2 separate regions of the Hordeum vulgare genome follow, and region 2 is linked to region 1. A link is a contact called in public Hi-C data. All regions are on one chromosome and are shown on one strand. Each heading gives the region's core, a stretch centred on a gene start, on an enhancer-like site or on the middle of the called end of the contact. The rest is flanking DNA. Distances are from core to core; before and after follow the strand shown. Region 1 has its middle 150 kb from the start of LOC123401417. Region 2 holds the start of LOC123401417 (acetolactate synthase small subunit 2, chloroplastic-like).

Region 1 (3,290 bases), core at 321-2,820:
CGTTGTGATGTTTGATACACACAAGGCATTCCTCCAGTGTCCGGGAGTTGCATGATCTCATGGTCATAGGAACAGATACTTGACATGCAGAAAACAGTATCAATAAACTAACACGATCACATGCTATGTTCATAGTTTCGGTCTTGTCCATCACATCATTCTCCTAATGATGTGATCCCGTTATCAAACGACATCTCATGTCTATAGTTAGGAAACCTTGACCATCTTTGATCAACGAGCTAGTCCTGAGACGCTCACTAGAGACAGTGTGTTGTCTATGTACCCACACATGTATTTGAGTTTCTAATCAATACAATTCTAGCATGGATAATAAACAGATATCATGAAAAGGAAATATAATAATAACTAATTTATTATTGCCTCTAGGGCATATTTCCAACACGTCTTCCCCACCATGGTGCCAAGTCCTTTTGTTGTCGGCGTGAAGTAGAAGAGGCAAGGAAACCATGTCATCCATGGAGTCGTGCCCGCCGCCGCGCCACATTATTCCATTGCGCTCCCTCCCGTCTTGGGATCCGGCTCAAGGACGGGCGCCTCCTCTACCCTCTCCGGCGAACGGCCAAAGTCGCAAGCCAAGGGCCCGAGGAAGAAGGTGACGACGGCTTGAGGACGGGCGCCTCCTCCACCCAATCTGGTGGCCCACATGCCCCTTCAACTTCATTGGACTCCACAACGTGTTCGACGAAACTGCAAAGAGGTGCCACAAAAATCCCCTTTGTACAGCAGAACTTTGGTTCGACTTTGTCTTCTTTGCACTGGTGGTGGTGGTGGTTTGGGCAAATGTGTGGTTTTTTACAATGGTGGTGGTGCTGCTGCTTTCGGCAATGGAGGTGGTGGCGGTGGTGCTTTCGGCGATGGAGGTGGTGGTGGTGATGCTTCGGCCAATGGAAGTGGTGATGCTTCGGCCAATGAACTTGGTGCTGGTTTCGGCAACGAAGGTGATGGTGGCGGTGCTTCCGGCAATGGTGGTGATCATTCTTTGGCTAATGTTGCTGATGAAGATGGTGCTATGGCCAATGATGATCTCTAGTGGTGCTTGATTGTTTGATTGCGTATTTTTTTGGACAAACTTGCTACATTATATATTGTGCATGATTTTGGATGTGAACTATTGTCATGTGAGTTTTTACTCTGTGTATAAGAACTATTTATATGAATTTGTAGTTGATGTGAGTTTACGCGATCTGTTTCGTCCTGAAGCCCTAGTGGTACCGTAAATCAGTTTTGGGGGAACTGTAAATTGATTTAGTGGGAGGCTATATTGCAGGATCTGCTGGAGATGCTTTTATAGTATTATATCATGTTTCGGTGCAGTTAAAGAACGGAGGGTTGATCTGAATGCCGTAACTTAGTAGTACAGTTCATGGTTCATATATTATAGATAATATCGAAATCTTATGGCTTAACCTTTAAGCTCCAGCTTCTTCATAGATTAAGTAACGAGTTATCTTTTTTAGTACTTATAAAATCAAGAGTCGCTCCGGGCTTTGCCCATGCAAAGCTTAAAGGCGAGGCAGCACGTCATGCATGTGGAATCGTGTGCTTCTGCTCAGCTGCTCCTGATCTCTTTTCTGAGATCCTTCCCGTTGCAACGCCTCAATACAAACAGTGGTCTCCATGTTTGGACGGCGATTGTTGCGACTTGCGAGTGCGTGCTTTTTTTGAGGTAGTGGATCAGTTTGGTTGGTTCATGTCCATTTTGGGGCCTCAGTTTCCGAGAGTGGATCAGACCAGACTTGTTCCCGCTTAGCTGCTGCTGCTACTAGACTATTTTTTTTTGCGAGATTGCTGCTAGTAGTACTAGACTTCAGTCGCACTCACCACGAAAGCCCATAGCGGGGCAGACGAATCTAATCTGCGTTACACTTGATCGATAGGTGGGCTCCGCGGTGAGCGACAGCTTCCTTGCCATGGTCGTACGTCAACACCGTGTCTGTGTGATTAGTCCGCGTCTCGCGTGGTTGTGGATTTCACGACGGGAAAACGTCGGCGTCTGGACGGATTCCTCCCCGCGGCCATGTCGGACGCGGGCGTCGATGTCGCTGCGCACCACGACAGCGAGTGCTCCCCCACTTGCCATGCCCGCCCGCCCGTCGCGACTGTGCTTGGCTTGGCTCGTGGCGCGAAAGTGCTACCCCTTTCAAGTAGAGCGTGTCTCCTTTTTACTCTACTAAGAACATCTTTAGCAGACACATAAAAATATTATGAGCTAAAATAATTTTAGCGTATTATTATAGCACTTTTAGTACGTTGGGGCCTATATTGGTTTTTTAGATGTTTTAAAACGCGCGTCAAAAGACACTGTTCGGTCTGATCGTTTAGTTTATTCTCTTCTGTGACTTATTACGCAATCGGTCTTGTTAACCCAAAACGAGGAAAGATTGCCCAGCATGATGGGAATATATGGTGTATTAAATAAATAGAATTAAACCAGTTGCAGTTAGGATTTAAAAAAGCACAGCTCTATATTTTTTTCCTTGATAACTACCGAGTATTGCACCAAGGATTTACAGAAAATACTGATTACTGGTTTGGTTAAATTTGAACCATTTTATGATAGTTGTGGCATGCACGTTAAGGCCATATGGCAAAGAAGAGACATGAGTTAACGGTTGTGAGCCAAGTTGTTGGATGCGGTTAAAACCGACCGTGTGACCCTCTCTCTTACCCCCGCTCACTCTGTGTGTCTCTTGCTTCTCTCTTTGCTCGAGTCGTTGCTGACACCGATGATGTTGTTGCTTCTCGCTCCCACTCCATCCTGGAATGTTGGGGAGTGGAGCGACGACTCCTCGACCTCGACCTCAGCGTGGATACAAGCACATATGTAAGTGATTTAGATGCAAGAGTTACGGATTTCGAATTTGTTTTTTTTATTTGGAAATCGATTTTAGTTCATTTCTTGGATTTCTTCTCGCGCGTCGATTTGAAGGTCGCTCAAACCACTGAAGACTTGCATTCCCGTGACATTGACCTAGGAGTACCTCACTACTGCCACCTCCACCCCACCAAACCTGTGAATGCATGGCCTTTGAAGGGATTCACAGTCGGAATATTTTATCTAGGTAGTCTCACAATGTGATTATTTCATATTCAAAAGAGATATGCACATTCTCATGTGAGTGTTGAGATTAGTGGTAGCAGTGATAGCATTACTGCTCATAGTTAAAAAGGTTACTTCTATGTATGTAGTGTTTTTGCTTGATTAGTCACTGTCTAAATTATAGAAGCTATCTATTAAGTGCTAAGTCAGTGAGCAAAGTAGCGAGGTA
Region 2 (3,290 bases), core at 432-2,931, 150 kb after region 1:
TTACTTGAGCCTCTATGGCACCAACAATGTTGTGGTGCCTCTCATACTCTTCGTCGGAGTCATGACCATCATCTTTGATCGGTGCACTACCTCCAAACTCATATTGGGGATACTCATTGGCTTCCACTTCAACTTTATGCTCAACAATATGTGGAACACTACTAATCGGGATCAAATCATGTACTAAGGGTTGGTTCAAGTCAACATGCAAAAGAGGAGCCCTGACCACCTTACTTGCAAACACTTCGAGTTACTTGACTACCGAGGATGCAACAACCTCCTTGTATGTAACCCAATGCAAATTGGACTTGATACACATTGTCTTCATTCGACACTTGTGTGCCGACCCAACATCATTTCTTCCTAATAATTCAACTTGGTCACTTGGATCAACCCACTTCAATCTTATCTGTGTTTCTTCCACAATCTCTTCATAAGTAGGACTCTCAAGAAATATCAACTCTTGCTCATACTTGTCAATAATATCAACATTCATGAATGCCTCTTTGTCAACATAATGAATATTCACAACCTTGTCCATCTAAAAAATGAAACAAAAGTACCAATGCTAAGTATAACACATTCCTCACAAAACAACTAAGAAACTTCTATGTCCATCCAAATTAAGCATTACCCAAACCCTAACCCTAACCCTATATCTTAACAATAAGCATAACCCAACCAATACAATGCAACATTATTGGCACAACTATACTCATTAGTATACACTAAGAACATCACATTTTGAAACAATCTTCAAAACTAGGGTTAGAAAACAAATGAACAAAAAACCACCCAAAATATATAAATCCAACCAATCAAAATTTAAGAGATGAAGGAGATTACCTCAAGCAACGGAAATGACACCGGATCCACACACCAAATCAATCCTTTTGGAGGGATTTGAGAGGGGACAAGTGGGGGAGAAAAGGTGAAAAAAGGGGCCGCAGCTCGCGGAAGAGGTGGGGAAGAAGAGAGTGAGTGGAATGATGGCCTGATGGGAGAGGGCGGTGCTCAAACAAATATCTTAGACATAAACGCCATGGTGCCTGGCGTTGCACCCCTACGTGGAAACGCCATGAGTAGCTGGCGTTGCACCCCAGCAGAAACGCACACTAGTACGACGTTTCAGTAATGTACACACGTAGAGTATTATGGCGTTTCTTAGTTGATCAGAAACACCATGATTTCTGACGTTTTAAAAAAAGTCAAAACGTGAAATTCTTTTTCGGCGAGTTCATTCTGTCCAATACTTTCGTCACGAGGATCAGAACAATAATTTTGTCCGCACAATGGGTACGTGGGAGAACAACCTTCGGCTGTTGTGCTGTCTTTATGTTTCGTCCGGGCCTCTGGGCAAATACTTTGCGCAGCCTGCCGTGCGGAGAAACGACGAACTGGCATGCTGCGTGTGTGTATCTTTCTTGCGCAAAGATGGCTTTGCGCCTTCGCCCCCATCAGACAACTGCGGATACGCCTCCTTTCTATAGCTCTCCCGCACGCAAATCGTAGCATCATCAGGCCGCGGGTTCTACTACTTACTACTCCAGCGCCCAACGGAAAACGTGGTCACCCGTGACACATGGGCGGATCACACTGTCAGGCATGCGCGGCGGGGGGCAGCTCCGTAATTTCCCCCCTCATAAACCCTACTGCTGTTATGTTAAACCAACACACTGTCCCGTCCAGCACTTCCAGATAGCCACCAACCCCGCCCTCCAATATCCATGTCCGTCGCCACCGCCCACCACCTCCGGCCGTCGCCATCGGCGGCCCCCGACCGTCTCACTCGATGCGCCGCGCGCGTCTCCTTCCGCCCCTTGCGCCGCCGCGGAGTCGCCGCGGGGGCTAGCGCCGGCGGCGAGGCAACCGCCACCGTGTCGACGGTCGCCGCGGGCGCCAAGAGGGATCCGTAAGCGCCTCTCCCCGCCGCAATGCGCTCTCCGTTTTTGATACTTCGCGCCTGAATCCCGTCTTGCTGCGCGCGTTGCTTCTTTGAGCTGACTTTGATGGGAGTTGCTAGCCGGGATTGCAGGGTGCGGCGCCACACGATTTCTGTGTTCGTCGGGGACGAGAGCGGCATGATAAACAGGATTGCCGGGGTCTTCGCAAGGAGAGGCTACAACATCGAGTCCCTCGCCGTGGGGCTCAACAAGGATAAGGCCCTCTTCACCATCGTCGTCTCGGGGACGGACAGGGTGCTCAAGCAAGTCATTGAGCAGCTCAATAAGCTTGTCAACGTCTTGAATGTGAGCCTGCCGTTCCACATTTGAACCAATTTATTACTCCGTATATGGTTAGGAGGAGTAAACCATTCGGATTTCATGCCACTTGGTTTCAACAGCCTTCATAAGATTCCACTGACTTCAAAATTTTCTTTCAGCTCTAGCAATACAGTATACAGTATAAAATGCTAGAGCATAGCAGTTTCTAATTTAATCTTAAACACCTTAGCCGTATTCTGCGATAATACTCCATTCCGTTATAATCACAACTTCAATAGTCATTTCGACATTGGAAAAAAGCTCCTTCTGTGGATGTTCTGCATTTGTTGTTGTAGAACCATCAAGGAACTACACCTTTTAGGAATAATTTGATGGAACTATACACCTTTTCTTGCACAGGTATCCTGCACCTTTTTAGCTCTCCTGTATATCTTACAACCTGGCCCCACTACATAGTCTCACAGAGTCTTGTAGTTTCCCATTATGCATAGGCGGGTACAATGTGACTCAACCTAGGTGTAATGAGCTTTGCCTGGTAGACTACTCACAATGGGGAGTAACATAGAGTAGCAACATGCATATGTTATTAGTCTAAGTTACTACCTCCACAGTGGATAGTAACATAGGGGTAGTAACATTGAGCCTTTCATTTATTAGCTTATAGACTCATCTTATCTTAGTATGCGTTATGTTACTCATACTATGAGTAACTAGCTAAGTTACTCAATTTCTCTTTCTTCTCATTAATTAGGTGCCACATCATATTTTTTGCTTAGGTGGCATCTATGTTACTATCTATGTTACTCCCATTGTGGGTAGTCTTATGTTGGTCCAAGGATTAGTGAACATTTCTGTGCCACTTTCCTAGTTATTTCGGTTCAAGGTGTAACAGCAACTCCAACGCGCCGACCCATTTCGTCCGCGTGTGTCCGTTTGGGTCTCGGCGAACAAAAAAGTCGGCCCAACATGCCGACCCAAACGGACGCGCGTCCGCTTTTCGTCCGCCTGCTGACCCATTCCCGACCCATTTTTGAGCCTGATTTGCGTTGGCGCGAACACGAGACG

The links. A called contact is a pair of places that touch in the nucleus more often than the background predicts.
Region 2: a Hi-C map of leaf shows a contact between it and region 1, with 2.9 times the contacts expected there. The contact joins the promoter of LOC123401417 here to the enhancer-like site in region 1. A contact is called at or near these places in 4 of 6 Hi-C or Micro-C datasets (leaf and seedling).

What each region holds. Positions count from the first base shown.
Region 1 is chr6H:348,738,836-348,742,125 of MorexV3_pseudomolecules_assembly, forward strand. No RefSeq gene overlaps it. Among protein-coding and RNA genes, the nearest start is that of LOC123401417, 150 kb to the right of the region's middle. Within about 2 kb of position 1,571, at least 3 of the 3 cell types and tissues checked have open chromatin away from gene starts, as enhancers often do. A contact at or near this core is called in leaf and seedling, where this site is marked.
Region 2 is chr6H:348,889,447-348,892,736 of MorexV3_pseudomolecules_assembly, forward strand. It overlaps LOC123401417 (acetolactate synthase small subunit 2, chloroplastic-like), which reads left to right and starts at 1,682. Exons shown (of 12, transcript XM_045095213.1): 1 at 1,682-1,912; 2 at 2,024-2,249. The coding sequence starts at 1,728.